2 separate regions of the Sus scrofa genome follow, and region 1 is linked to region 2. Evidence: chromatin contacts called from public Hi-C data. All regions are on one chromosome and are shown on one strand. The core of a region is the stretch at or near the end of the contact, and the rest is flanking DNA. Distances in the headings are between cores, read along the strand shown.

Region 1 (6,964 bases), core at 829-3,328, 260 kb before region 2:
GTATATCTCCTGCCAAAAGTTCAGAAGGCATGCCAAAAACAAATAGACATTGTCTATGGTTGATCTCCTGTTTGGGTTTTCCATACTGTGTTCTCCATGCATAGCACAAATGATTCCAGGTAATATTTTACTTCAACCCATCAGCATTTTAATCTTTAAAAATGAAAGCCCTCAAAATATTAGCCATTATTTCATTTTATACTCAAAACCCCTGAAGCCAGCAACATTGTATAAGAATCAGTTTTAACATAACACATCTCAAGGATGATAACCTGCCAGACTGATCTTTTTTTTTTTTTTCACCCCTTCAGAAACCTAACATAAGTGTTTTCAGATTGACCCTTCCCACACAGTGTTGTTTTCTAAGAGAGTCACTTCACAAAAGAGAAGAAAGCCAGGTGGATTGAATGATCTTTCTTGTCATCTTGCAAATTCCTGGTGTTTTCAACCTTTGTATTACACTGGACACTAGATCAGAGGTCTGATAAATTTCATATTTAACTAATATCAAAAGATAAGCCAGTTCTCTGTTTTGTATTATAGAAAGGCCACATCTACCGGCTGGGCATTTGTTCCATTCTTTAATCCCCCTGTGCCCACCTGTGATGGCATCACCTTCTCCTGTTGGCATCCCAGTCACGACAGTGATAATACAACCAAATACAGATGTTTCCTCTTGCCCTGATAACAACAGAAAACTCCCCAAAGCAGCACATGAAACCTCTAAACTTCTAGGCAATATGAACTCCCAAGCGACCCCATCCCAACCTGTAAATTCTAGGGAGAAAATGGGAGACTGAAAGGAGCAGTTCTGCAGCTATAATCAAAGTCACCCAATTTTTGCCTCCCTTGCACTGCAGTTTCAAAAAGGGCAGGCATCCATACCCAGAAAGAATGAGACCTTAGGAGAGAGGCTTTCTCTTTCATTTTTATAACATGCATATATTCAGAGTTTAATCTGACTTCTCCAAGTGAAAAACCTATTTTAAGTCATAATTTGGCCCTGGATGTTGATTCAGTGATGTGGGGTAGTAGATTGTCATGGGAAATTGTCCTCAGGGAAAAAAAGCATGTCTCTGCTGTACTGACCATCACTGTCCCCTTTTCAGATCAGACCCTCGGGTGAGCTTTAAACTTAGCCAAGCCAGCAAAGTTCCAGCCAGTGTTAGCACTTCAATCCCATCTCACCATCCACAACTACTAGGCTAAGTGAGACAGAGCTGGGCCAGTGGGGAGGGAGATGATGCCATACAGAGGGGATGCTAAGTATCACTTTAAATGCTTTTCAAACAGGAAAAAAAAAAATGTCAGAAGAAAGCTAAATGAGAGATTTAAAAAATTCATTCTGAGTTAAGGAAGGATGCTAGGAATAGGGAAAGAGAGAGTGTTAGGAAAAGGAAAGGTTAGCAAGAGAGAGTTAAATAATAATAATAATCATCATGAAGAAAAGAGAAAACTAACCTGCATAGGGGATGGCGATGGGAAGCAGGAGGAGGTGTAGGAGGACGTGCTGCAGCAGCAGGACTTGTAGAAGTTTGGTCACCCACATGGTGCTGCTGGATGTGCTGGCGGATCTCAGTGGAGGAGATGCCTGGGTGAAAGAATCCTGTTCCGACTCAGTGCCTAAAAGAGCCAGACGGCTCTGAGCTGCTTTTTATTGCGATGAGCTAAGTTTGTTGTGTGATTAACTGGAAAGATCTAGGTCTGAACTCCCTCTTACGGTAAGAAACTGTTTAACAACAGCCCTTTACTCTCTTCCACCCCCCCTCCTTTCCTCACTACCCCCCCCCCCAACAACACCAAACAGATCCCTGCTCCCCACCCCCACCCCCACTCTGCTTAGGAAAGAAACTTACAAAGAAAAGGTCACCTGGCCTGAGGCCAGCTTCAATTTGGAAGCTTGAGCTCCAGATCCCAGTGGCTCCTATCCGAGTAGGGAAGGGAGGAGCAAGGCTCAGCCCAATAGCTAAATCAAGGCACCGGCAGAGGACCAATTCGCTAAATTTAAACAGGAAAATACATGTGTTTACATATCTATTTGGGAAAAGAGGAAGGGGAAGCAGCATGAGAAGCAAAGCACTGCCTTTCTGTCAAATGCGCCTCAGCTCCTAATCTGTCTAGTTTCACTGCTAGAGCAATCTAGGGATTCCAAACACTGACACAGGTTCCCTAGGGTTTTAGAGACCAGGAAGGAGAAGGGAGGCTGGCTGGGAGGCAGAGCGCAGACAGGTCCAGCCCAGGTAGAAAGAGGTTAAGTAAGGAAAGGGTAAATAAACCAGCAAAACAAAAGCACCCACAAAGTCAGGCGAGGAAATTGCCCCTGTCCAATGGGCTCAGAGCAGGCTGCTTTTTTTAGAACCTGAACTAATCTCCCCAGAGCTTAAAAAAATTTACAAAAAGTGCATAAAAGTAACTTGTTGGATCTGGGATCTATGATAAATTCTGATCATGCTCTCTTCTTAAAATGTCTAAGAGACTAGGTTCTGCCTGACAGATAATCATGGCAAGGACTGCATGTCCTTGTAAACACACACACACACACACACTCACACACGTATGTGTATGTGATATGCATACCTTCTAAAACTACCTTTCACTGGCAATCTCTCAAGCTGTTTGAATTCATGAATAATTAGTGCCCTCTCTTCTCCATCTCTGTCCTGCCTGCATGCAATCACCAGACTCCCTAAATCTAAGTGGAGAGATAAAGGGCTTGCCTGGGGAATGGGAGAGGAGAGATAAGGAACGGAATCTTGTCATATTGAGATATGTCTTTGCACCTTGGGGTGATGATCTGATTACTTTAGGTAAGAGCTTGCTTTATTTGTAGTGGATTTGGGGGTATAGTTCCCCCTGTGTATCTCTGACAGAAGTACAAGCAGGCACAGCGTCTCTGTCCACAGTGACTGGGAAAGTGGACATAATGTGAAATGTCTCCTGAGCAGTGTGCAGCTATACAGAGGTGGTAGTAGGCAAAATTAATGCCATCCACAGAATGTACTTCCCTCCACAGCTTTCATTTCTCACCCTCCAGTTCATTTCACCCCAGCTTCAGGAAGAAGCTAAGGTTGAGAAATAGCTAGAGAAACTAGAGAACTAGTTTTGAGAAATCCACTTCATCTTACCTTTTCCTATTGTTAATCCTTCTCTTTGATCATTTTCTCTTATAAAAACAAAACCAAGCAAACTTAAAAGTCATTTGTCAGCCTCTCCCTTATGTCCTAAGTATCCATTTTACTTTCCTTTTTACTTTCTATTACACTTGGAAATTTTCATTTTCAGTATACCACCTGACCATGATTCTGAATTGCCCCATGGTAACCTCCTGTGCTTTACCAGGGATTCAAACCCCTTTTAAATAAACTAGATTTTCTCTAAGTAAATTCTTATAAGGTAAATAATGAAGGAGACCAGTCTTTCTATTTGTTTTCAGAGAAAGCAGAATCAGGGCTATAAACATAATTATAATTATCATAACTTGGGGCAAAATCTATCCTGGGCACCAAAAGGAAATTGAATAAACTTATTTAATAAATGACACATTTTCACAATTTTTTTTTTTTTTGCTTTTTTTAGGGCTGCACCCACTGCATACAGAGGTTCCCAGGCAATGGGTTGAATTAGAGCTATAGCTGCCAGCCTGTGCCACAGCCACAGCAACACAGGATCCAAGCCACATCTGTGTCCTTCACCACAGCTCATGGCAACACCAGATTCTTAACCCACTGTGTGAGGCCGTGGATCAAACCTTCAAACTGATGGTTACTAGTTGGATTTGTTTCAGCTGTGCCACAAGGGGAACTCCTATTTTCACAATTTTTAATTGTCACATAAAATACAATAAATACTTAACCCTATTTTGAATTATTTATCTATATTTCTATTTTGACGTTATTTGATTTCTCTATATTAAAAATGATAGCTAATATGCATTGAGTTTTTAGTGTTACTAAACATTATGCCAAGTACTCTTAGATTCTTATTTAATCTTTTTTTAAAGCACTCAATGAATTTTATTACATTTATAGTTGTACAATGATCATCATAACCCAATTTTATAACACCAACCTATATTAAAAAGAATTATTATAATTCCCATTTTACAGTTGAAGAGACCTAAGTAAATTTTTTTATTCTTAAATAACTTAAAAATTATTTTTATTCTTAAATCTTTACTGAATAAAGATTCAGTTGGGAGAGTAGAACAGAAATGGTCATGGCCCATAGGATGGGGTAAGTTTCTCTAAACCTCATAAGAAGAACCACATATCTTTTGTAAAAGATTGTAATCATTAAAATTAGCCTAAGACCAAACATGTAGGAGATGCTTAATAATAATTTACAAAATAAACAAAAATATAAACAATTAAAAAATCTCCCAAAACTGTAATCAAATACACAAAACATTATGAATTGTGCTATTGTTTTATTTTGTCTTAATAACACATTCTCTTTGTTCTTTCCAAATTATATAATGCTGTTTTCCCCATGCTCTACTCTGCTATTACCTTTATACTCCTCATGTTAAACCTATAAATCCCCAAAAGCGTTTCTGAAAAAATTTTGATAAGACAGAAAATCTTGTAAGGAGAATACTTTAAATGTTGCAATTCATATAATTACTTAAGTACAACATGGATATTCATTGCCTGTATAATATAATTTTAAGTCTTTCATAAAGTTTAAGGTCTGTAGTATTCCATGTAAGTTAGATTGATTGAATAGGAAAATGTACATTATTGTATTTTTTTAAAAGCTTGCACTTGGTTCAAAATTTTTTTTTCTTCAAAGCCTCATGTTTCTTAGGCACAAGTGATGTTTGCACCTATTTATGTCAGAAGGAAGCTAATAGGGCTTTGTGTTCTGCAGACTACTAATGAGTTTTATACTGTTAGATCAGTCATTTCATTTATTAACTGACTGGCACATATGTGGTACCATTCTGTTTGCTGCTACTATTTCTGTAGACTTAACTTTTGTCATGTGCATGGTTTCAAATTCTAGTTACTATTGAGAAAATTAATCTCCCTAAAATTCAGTTTCCTTACCACTAAAGTGGGATACTGTGCACCAGTTATTTTGCTAAATGTTGCAAATACATTATCTTACTTGCCCACCCACCCTCAAATAAAAGCTATGTATATGTGAGATGTGTATTATTATTATTGGCTTTGATATAAAAAATTGAGATTTAGAAATGAAAAGTAACTCGCTTTAGGTTAAACTGCTAGTAACGTGTAATTCTAAGCCACTGCTGTCCAGGTATCAAGTCACTGCTATCAAATACTATACCACATTGAGAGAGATCCACATTGAGAGATTTCCAATATTCTTCCTAGCTCTAAATTTTGATTATTCTACTTATCTGGATTCTTTACTTTTATACAATTCTTGCCTTCCGCATAAGAAAGAAGCAGTTCCGTAATCTTTGAGATGATTTATCTTTTGCATGTCTTGCATGTAACCATATCTTCTTATTCTTTTCCCCCTTATCATTTTCATCCTCTAAATAGTAATTTTTCGTCTGTAGGCCTCACTTCTGAATATTTGTGTTAACCACCTTAAATATAGGAAATATTGCAAAATTCGTTATGATTTGTATTGATTTATTTTAGATAATATATCATTTCAGAGCATGTATATGAAATGTTGGTCAACACATAAATTTGCCTTGACTTATCCAAGGTGCTCTCATCTAAAAGTTTGTCTCCCCAAAATTCAAATATTGGAATCCTACCCCCCCGCCAAAGATGATAGTATCAGGAGTCTTTGGGAAGTGCCTTGGGATTGGATTACTGCCTTCATAAAAGAATCTCCAGGGAGAGGCCTTCCCTCTTTCACCATATAAGAACCCAAGCAAGAAGGTTCCATCTATGAACCAGAAAACAGGCCCTCACTAGACACCGAATCTTGAACTTCTAGCCTCCAGAACTGTGAGAAATAAATTTCTGCTCTTTTTCAGGCACCCACTCTATGGTAATTTGTTGTGGCAGCCCAAGGAGACTAAGGCACAAGGTATCTTTAACAGGAGTTCCTAATGATGGAGTGAATGTTCTATGGATAGAAAATGGTTATTGGGTAATTGCTTTTTAGAAAACAAAACTTAAAAGTATGTCTAATGTCTAACACGTGAGTAGTAGTTCAATGAAAATTTGGATCAGATAGAAAACACTTTTAAATAGGTGAAGCAGAATCAGAAAACAATCTGGTAATTAAAAGCAGGCCTGGTGGCATAGTTATTTGATAATTTGTTGAAGATGGGGTACAAAGGCCACATAAAACCTTATCTTGTGCTGTGAGCATGGTAACTACAAGCCACATGTGGCTATGTAAAATATTATATTAAGTAAAATTGAGACTAAACTTTCAAAATTGCACTTGCCACATTTCAACTACTTAACAGTCAAATGTGTGTGGCTTCCATGGTGAACAATGCAGATGTAAAATAGTTCCATCATTGCTGAAAATTCTGTTAGATACAGTTGATTCAGTCTAAGGTGATTGGTATAAATGTCATTTAAGTGTGATCACAGGGTCAAGCAGAGGGGTCGAGGAAGACAATGACTGTAAAGATGCAAGAAAAAACTAAAAAACAATCTGTATGTTGGTGACATCTACTTTGAAATCCCCTCATTTCTTTCTATTAGTATTTTATGAGTTTTAACATGTATAATAGCACTCCGGTTCCTTTGTCCTTTGAACATAAAGTAACTATGACAGGGCAAAAACAAGCACAGAGAAATTTGTAATGAGAAAAATAACTTTTAATCATTTTGCTTGTTTGTTTGTTTTAGCAAAATACCTGTCTCCTAAGGAATGTGATGCAATCCATACATTTTTAAGTATGGGGTCTCTGGGGATGTAACAAGTCTTTGTCTATTACATTTAAAAACAACCTAATTGAAAACAACTGGCCAGACTTTAGGACACATGATAATGTAATGTAAGGTTGTTTTAAAAATTA
Region 2 (6,521 bases), core at 2,576-5,075:
ATCTTAACTTCCTCTCCATTCTTAAATTCCTCCTAATGCATGCTAAGAAATAGGAATGTAAACCTACTATTAAATCAAGTGTTTTAAAAAAAATGACAGTTTAACAAAGTACAATATACATATTTTTAAAAACTTTTAGACCTTTAAGTCGGTACCACTTATTACATTATTACCAGTGCTACAGAAATTAAGATTTTTTTTATGAAACTTATTAAGTCATTTTCCCGAATCTTAAAAAAAAGAAAAAAAAGGAAGAGAATTATTCATTTAAATCAGATCCTTAAGTTATATGACATTAAAAAAAACCCTATTATTTGAATGGGAGTTGGAATAAGAGTGATTCTATAAAGGCATCTATATACATCTGATACAAACATCAACATGGTTTTTTTGTGTTTTTCTTTCTAAACTCCAAGGATAGCTCATACACATTTAAAAATGTGCACACAATAGTACTGCCCATTCATCATGTAATTTCTCCCAGAGTCTGAACTTGTGTTCTCATCAGGTCATAGTTAAATACAGTTAAGCGAATCTTGGCTCTGGGGAACCAAGAACTTGACCTGCATTTCCTTTTTCCCAGGTGGTTATCACATAGGCAGCTGTTGCCTTTCACTTTGGAACTCATGAGAGAGTTACATTGTATGTATTTCCTTATAGAAATATCTTATCCACACTGAGCTTCAACGTCATAGTTTATCATTTATTATTATTAATTTTATCAATTAACTTTTAACCTTTAAGTTCGTCTTATTTTCATTTTGGCCGGTTATGTTGAAGACCGGAAGAGTTCCAGTAATGACAAGTCCCAGTTCCTAAAAATAGATTCAGAGAGAAAAGGCAAATTAAATTACAATTTAGACTTTGTCATTTTGTATTAGTCTTTGATATCTGACAGCGCATTTTATAGTTATGTTATAAACAGCCCCCCAAAGAATATAGTCATTGATTTTGAAAGCTTATTTAAAAAAAAATCAGTGAAAATATCCTGGAAATAAGCAGAATCTAGTAGGGAGTTTTTAAAGCATGCAACATCTAATTCTTAAGATAGCATTGCAAATAACTTTAAAAATAAAATTACACCAAACATTTCAGTAATCCTGACCCTCCACTCTTTTTTTCCTTAGTGGATGACAGTTCACCTAATATAAGGGGCCTCAAAGAGCAGAGTGATATTAAAATACTGTTTCAATGATTTATTTAACCTTATTTTTTTTTTTTTTTTTTTTTTTTTTTTTTTTTTTTTTTTTAAAGTTTTTTTTTTTTTTTTTTTTTTTTTTTTTTTTTTTTTTTTTTTTTTTTTTTTTTTTTTTGTTGTTGTTGTTGTTGTTGCTATTTCTTGGGCCGCTCCCGCGGCATATGGAGGTTCCCAGGCTAGGGGTTGAATCGGAGCTGTAGCCACCGGCCTACGCCAGAGCCACAGCAACGCGGGATCCGAGCCGCGTCTGCAACCTACACCACAGCTCACGGCAACGCCGGATCGTTAACCCACTGAGCAAGGGCAGGGACCGAACCCGCAACCTCATGGTTCCTAGTCGGATTCGTTAACCACTGCGCCACGATGGGAACTCCCCTATTTAACCTTATTTTGTTGTAGCTTAATTCTTATTTTTTTTCACACCCTAAGCCAAAGGGTTCATGCTAAATCACAGATGTGTAGCAGAATAACATAAACAGAAAATATATGCTATTGATCCTGCATTCTCTGGAATATTCTAGGTAAGTAGTAAGCAATATCATTTCTTTTCTTCTTGAAAAAGAAGTGATACTGCTTTTAAATAGTCTCCAAAATCAATAATACTTTTTAACAAAGTAAAATGATGCAACAAGACACCTGCAAGCATCAAATGTGAAAATCTAGTCGTGAACCAGTTCAGCAGAACAAAAATAATCTCATCGTTTAATCACCATGCAGATAATTTCATACTTTACATGAATCTATAGAGATTAGTTGGAATAAACTGATTTTCAAGTCAGAGGTCACTTTTTTATTACTCCCATCTGCAGCAGTTATATATATTTTTACCACTATTTCATGTCAAAATGACATTTTCAACAACATCACTCTTTAATTTAAAAATTGTTGCAAATTTTGAATTTGCTAGGCTGAGAAAATATTAGTAATCTTTCTGTGAATAAGACCCCAAACCCAAATCTCATGACTCCTGCTCTAATTCTAGAAACAGCATAGTCTCATAAAGAAAATGTCTTACGTTATGGTTTATTATTACACATGTAGGAAGCTCAAAAACAATGGGAACTTAAAAACTGAGTTAATTCGGAAGGACAATCATAAGCTATCAGCAGAATAAGATATCAAATTGTTTGGGAACAAAAAAATTAAGGAAATGACTACACGTAGTTGTCTACATGACGATATACATGTTGACTCTCAGTCCTAAGAAAGAATATTTGACCATGAGAACTTCCTTAATTTAATATGCAAATTAATATTCACAATGAAAACTTTCTGCCTCAATAAAGTCAAATTACAGATAATTCATTAACCTAGTATCCAAAAGATACCAATATCCTTGGGTGCTCAAGTCCCTTATATAAAATGGGTAGTATTTGCATATAACCCATACACATTCTCCCATAGACTTCGAATCATGTCTAGACTACTTTAATACCTAATACAATGCAAAGACTATGTAAATAGTTGTAAATACAATGTAAATGTTATACAAATAGTTGCCTGTGTTTGGCAAATTTAAGTTTTGCTTTTCAGAACTTTCTGAAATATTTTTTTTTCCCCTGAATATTTTTAATCTCCAGTTGGTTGCATCTGCATGCATGGGATCCATGGATATGAAAGACTGACTATATACATAAATGGGCAGTTTTAAAAATGGTAGCATGATATATAAGATAAGGTATATATTAGATACAACCTTTTTCTTTATATTACTTTTATATTTATACAGAATTTCATAATTTGCTTCTAAATATGGTAATATGTGCCCTAAAATGAAATATTAGGTTTCTAACATATCAGACAAAAATACTCATCAGTGCCTAACTTCAATTTTCTCTTTTTTTCATTAAGCACACCAAAAAAAAATTGTACTCTATTCCCAGGCAATGTGCAAGTCTTTAGAGAATTAAAAAGAGAAATACAACAAGGTTTCTGTTTTCCCAGAATTCATTCGATATTTATTTTTTAGAGTACAACTCTTTTCATATCTCTAATAAGAACTTTATCTCCCAAATAAAATGAACCCTCCACAATATCATCCCAAACTTGTTTCTGTTCTTATTTCCCATTATCTCCAAAAGTGAGTGAGGTATCATTCTTTCAATATACATAGCACTTTTCCAGTTTTCATACTGCACATCCTTTCTATAATTTCACTACTCATCACCAATTGAAGAAAACTTAGCAAGACTCAAATATTTAGCTAAAATGACACCATCTTTTTAACCCCAGGCTACTCTATCCCTAAATATATGGACTTCTTCCTTCTGAATATCCAGAGCTCTTTTCATTCTTCTAATTATATTTATTACATTTAGTCTTGTAATATTTTTACCTTTTTCTTCTTAATTTGACCAGAATATACATTTAAATCTGCTATGTGCAGAGATTATAAACAAATAATTAGAAATACAAGATGGGCACTTTTTGTTCTCAAATCAGTAAAAAGAATGCTTTTTATATCCACTGACTAGCCAATTCATGTGCCTCATTTGTTTTCTTTTTTTTTACAGTTAGTTTCCGCTTGTAGAAGAGCATATTTGGAACCAAAATCTCTTCCTAATGTCATTTGTGCTATCAGTAAGAACCTTACCAATAATGCAGACATGCTGGGTAATGAACTTCTGGTCATAGGAAATACAACAGGGCATAATTATTGACTCCTACTATCATACTCTGTTCTGTGATGGATTTGGATATATGAAACATTTTGACCATTGCTTTAGATGACCATGTGACCTTAAATAAATATGTGATGTCAAGAAAGAACACTGGACAGTAATTTTAGTGAGGGCTTGAGGTAAGCAAGCTTCACTTTATCTTCCTTAGCATGCAAGGCTGCTGCTAATAGTGCCTATGTTTCTTGTAACTTCCTGTATATGTTTATTTTACAAGAACCAAATGATAAGTAATTCTAAATGGGTTGCATTCTGTCCTTTGGGTTCATCATTGTTTCAGAAAAGTAGTATCAGCACATAACGGAACTCCAAATAAGCCTTAAAGGGGTTATTGAATCAGCATTTACTTTTCAGGGCTTAGTATTTTAATTCTCTCTGATATACTACATTAGTGAAATTATTAATAAAGTCTATCATTAAGTTAAGCATATGAATACATCTTAAGTATGATGATTACTACTTGCAAGTAAAAATAATATTCAAACATGATTTTTCAACTTTGGCCCTACTGACATATTGACCTGCATAATTCTGTGGGATATGTGTGGGGGGGGGTGGTATGTGGCTGTTGCTCTGGTGGGTTAGAGAGTAGGTTGTTTTGGTTCTGTGTACTGTGAAATGTTTAACAGCATCTCTGGCATCTATTGACTGGATGCCAGTAGCAAACCCTCCCTATCTGAGTCATGACAATAAATAACACCTAAAGATATTTCCAAATGACCTGAGGGGAAAAATTACCCCCAGTTGAGAACCATTGCTTTGAAATATGATGGCCTACTTTTACTAAAATTTCACTTATGCAGTGTACAATTTATCAGGTTTTTGTTGTTGTTGTTGTTGATATTTCACACCAGATTTATTCACTTCAATTGCCTATTTCCATAAATGCTTGGGGCTGAACCTAAAACAAGAAATTACAGGAGTTCCTGTCATGGCTCAGGGGTTAATGAATCCGACTGGGAACCATGGGTTGCAGGTTTGATCCCTGGCCTTGCTTGGTGGGTTAAGGATCTGGCATTGCTGTGAGCTATGGTGTAGGTCACAGACATGGCTCAGATCCTGCATTACTGTGGCTCTGGGATAGGCCGGCAGCTACAGCTCCGATTAGACCCTTAGCCTGGGAACCTCCATATGCCACGGGAGCAGCCCTAGAAAAGGCAAAAAAGACCAAAAAAAAAAAAAAAAAAAAAAAGAAGAAGAAATTACATATGAAGAGGTGATTGGGTCTGTGATTATTCCAGGATAGGGTAAGATATCTGTTTATCTAATTGCATGTATTTCTGAGTTCTGTTGAGAGTAGGTGGAGATATGGAGGATACATGTGCTTTTGCTCACTGAAGTCTATTTTGTAAATATTTCTTTACAATTCTTATTCAAAATCAGCAGTAAGTGGTATCAATTCACACAACTTTACTATTTTTTTAACACAGAAATTCAAAAAATTATCAAAATGCCCTTCAGTTCAAGATTCAAGTGTTGAAATTCTACATTCTCAATGGCAACTAGAAAATAACACTTTACCTTTGTGGTTCTCTATTACATACAAGCCTAGGTTTTTATGCAAATTATCTAAACTCTTGCAAAGAAGGCTGTGACAGAAGGAATTCTGCAAGGGTTTAATGAAGAGAAAAAGAGAAGTGGAACCTAGAAAGAAGCAGAAATGGAAGGCAGTGTCTGCTTCCATCAGGACAGTCTTTGCATGAAGAGCCTAGCTTACCAGTGCATCCAGGTACACGTTTGTCCACTGGACTTGCTTAGCTTTGTCTCCTGCTAAAACCATTGGTCTTCCCAGAACATCCAAATATTCCTATTTATACATACATAAAAAAGTTAAATAGTTGAAAACTAGGAATGCAGTGGTAAAATGAAACAAAACAAAATTCATAGAGAAAAAATTATCTTTAGTTAAAAATGAAGATAGAATCAGAATTATTAAGAGTTAAGCATATAATCATTTAATTCCTACTTTGGGTACTCCATAAATGGTATGTCTGCATACTTAGAATCAACAATATTTGACTTACATTATTTATACAAAGTATCTACCCCAGTTTTTTTCTGTAATAAAATATTCTCTTTCTGAGGTACAGTCAATGATAAGTGAAATAGGTTCCTTGTGAATTGTTTTATGTTAATCTAACCTATTTAAGGCTCTGTGATTTACTGGATGGAACTGCACAAATTTGAAATAATAAAGCAGCCACAAACTTGTTTTCATATCACAGACTATTTGGCTGAAATTCAAAACTACATTTAAACGTATCAAAAAATAAATGAAATACTGTGCCAAATCTAGACATCAGGCACAAATGCAGCTGCTGTATCATTTCAAAATTCAATGTATTCAGTATTCATTTCCACAAATGCAATGCTATTTGTGCTAAATTTTGATTTATTCTATTTTGTAGCTCCTCAGTTATATTTTAAAATGAATAATGATTTTAAATAGCAATTTATAAATATTTTAAAATAACATATATTTAAATTAACATACTTGCTTCAATCTACCTAGTTACTTAACAAGCATGTTTTCAACTGAATGGCTGGAGGAAAATCATATCCTTGTTGTAAGTTGTAGTAACTACTATTTAATTTTCTATGTTGTGCCTACAACTTGGAGAAACTCACTTAAATGAGCGGCCATA

The links. Hi-C and Micro-C count contacts between places; a contact is called where the count stands out from the background.
Region 1: a Hi-C map of liver shows a contact between it and region 2, with 1.6 times the contacts expected there. The contact joins the promoter of HGF here to the enhancer-like site in region 2. A contact is called at or near these places in 7 of 47 Hi-C or Micro-C datasets (embryonic fibroblasts, heart right ventricle, liver and 3 more) and 1 of 2 datasets of contacts at active chromatin or transcription factors (skeletal muscle).

What each region holds. Positions count from the first base shown.
Region 1 is chr9:98,432,885-98,439,848 of Sscrofa11.1, reverse strand. It overlaps HGF (hepatocyte growth factor), which reads right to left and starts at 2,078. Exons shown (of 19, transcript XM_005667687.3): 1 at 1,857-2,078; 2 at 1,462-1,591. The coding sequence starts at 2,066.
Region 2 is chr9:98,177,770-98,184,290 of Sscrofa11.1, reverse strand. CACNA2D1 (calcium voltage-gated channel auxiliary subunit alpha2delta 1) reads right to left here. Exons shown (of 39, transcript NM_214183.1): 15 at 5,594-5,683; 16 at 738-815. Among named protein-coding and RNA genes, the nearest start is that of HGF, 260 kb to the left of the region's middle. Within about 2 kb of position 3,825, at least 1 of the 83 cell types and tissues checked has an H3K27ac peak or open chromatin away from gene starts, as enhancers often do. A contact at or near this core is called in liver, where this site is marked.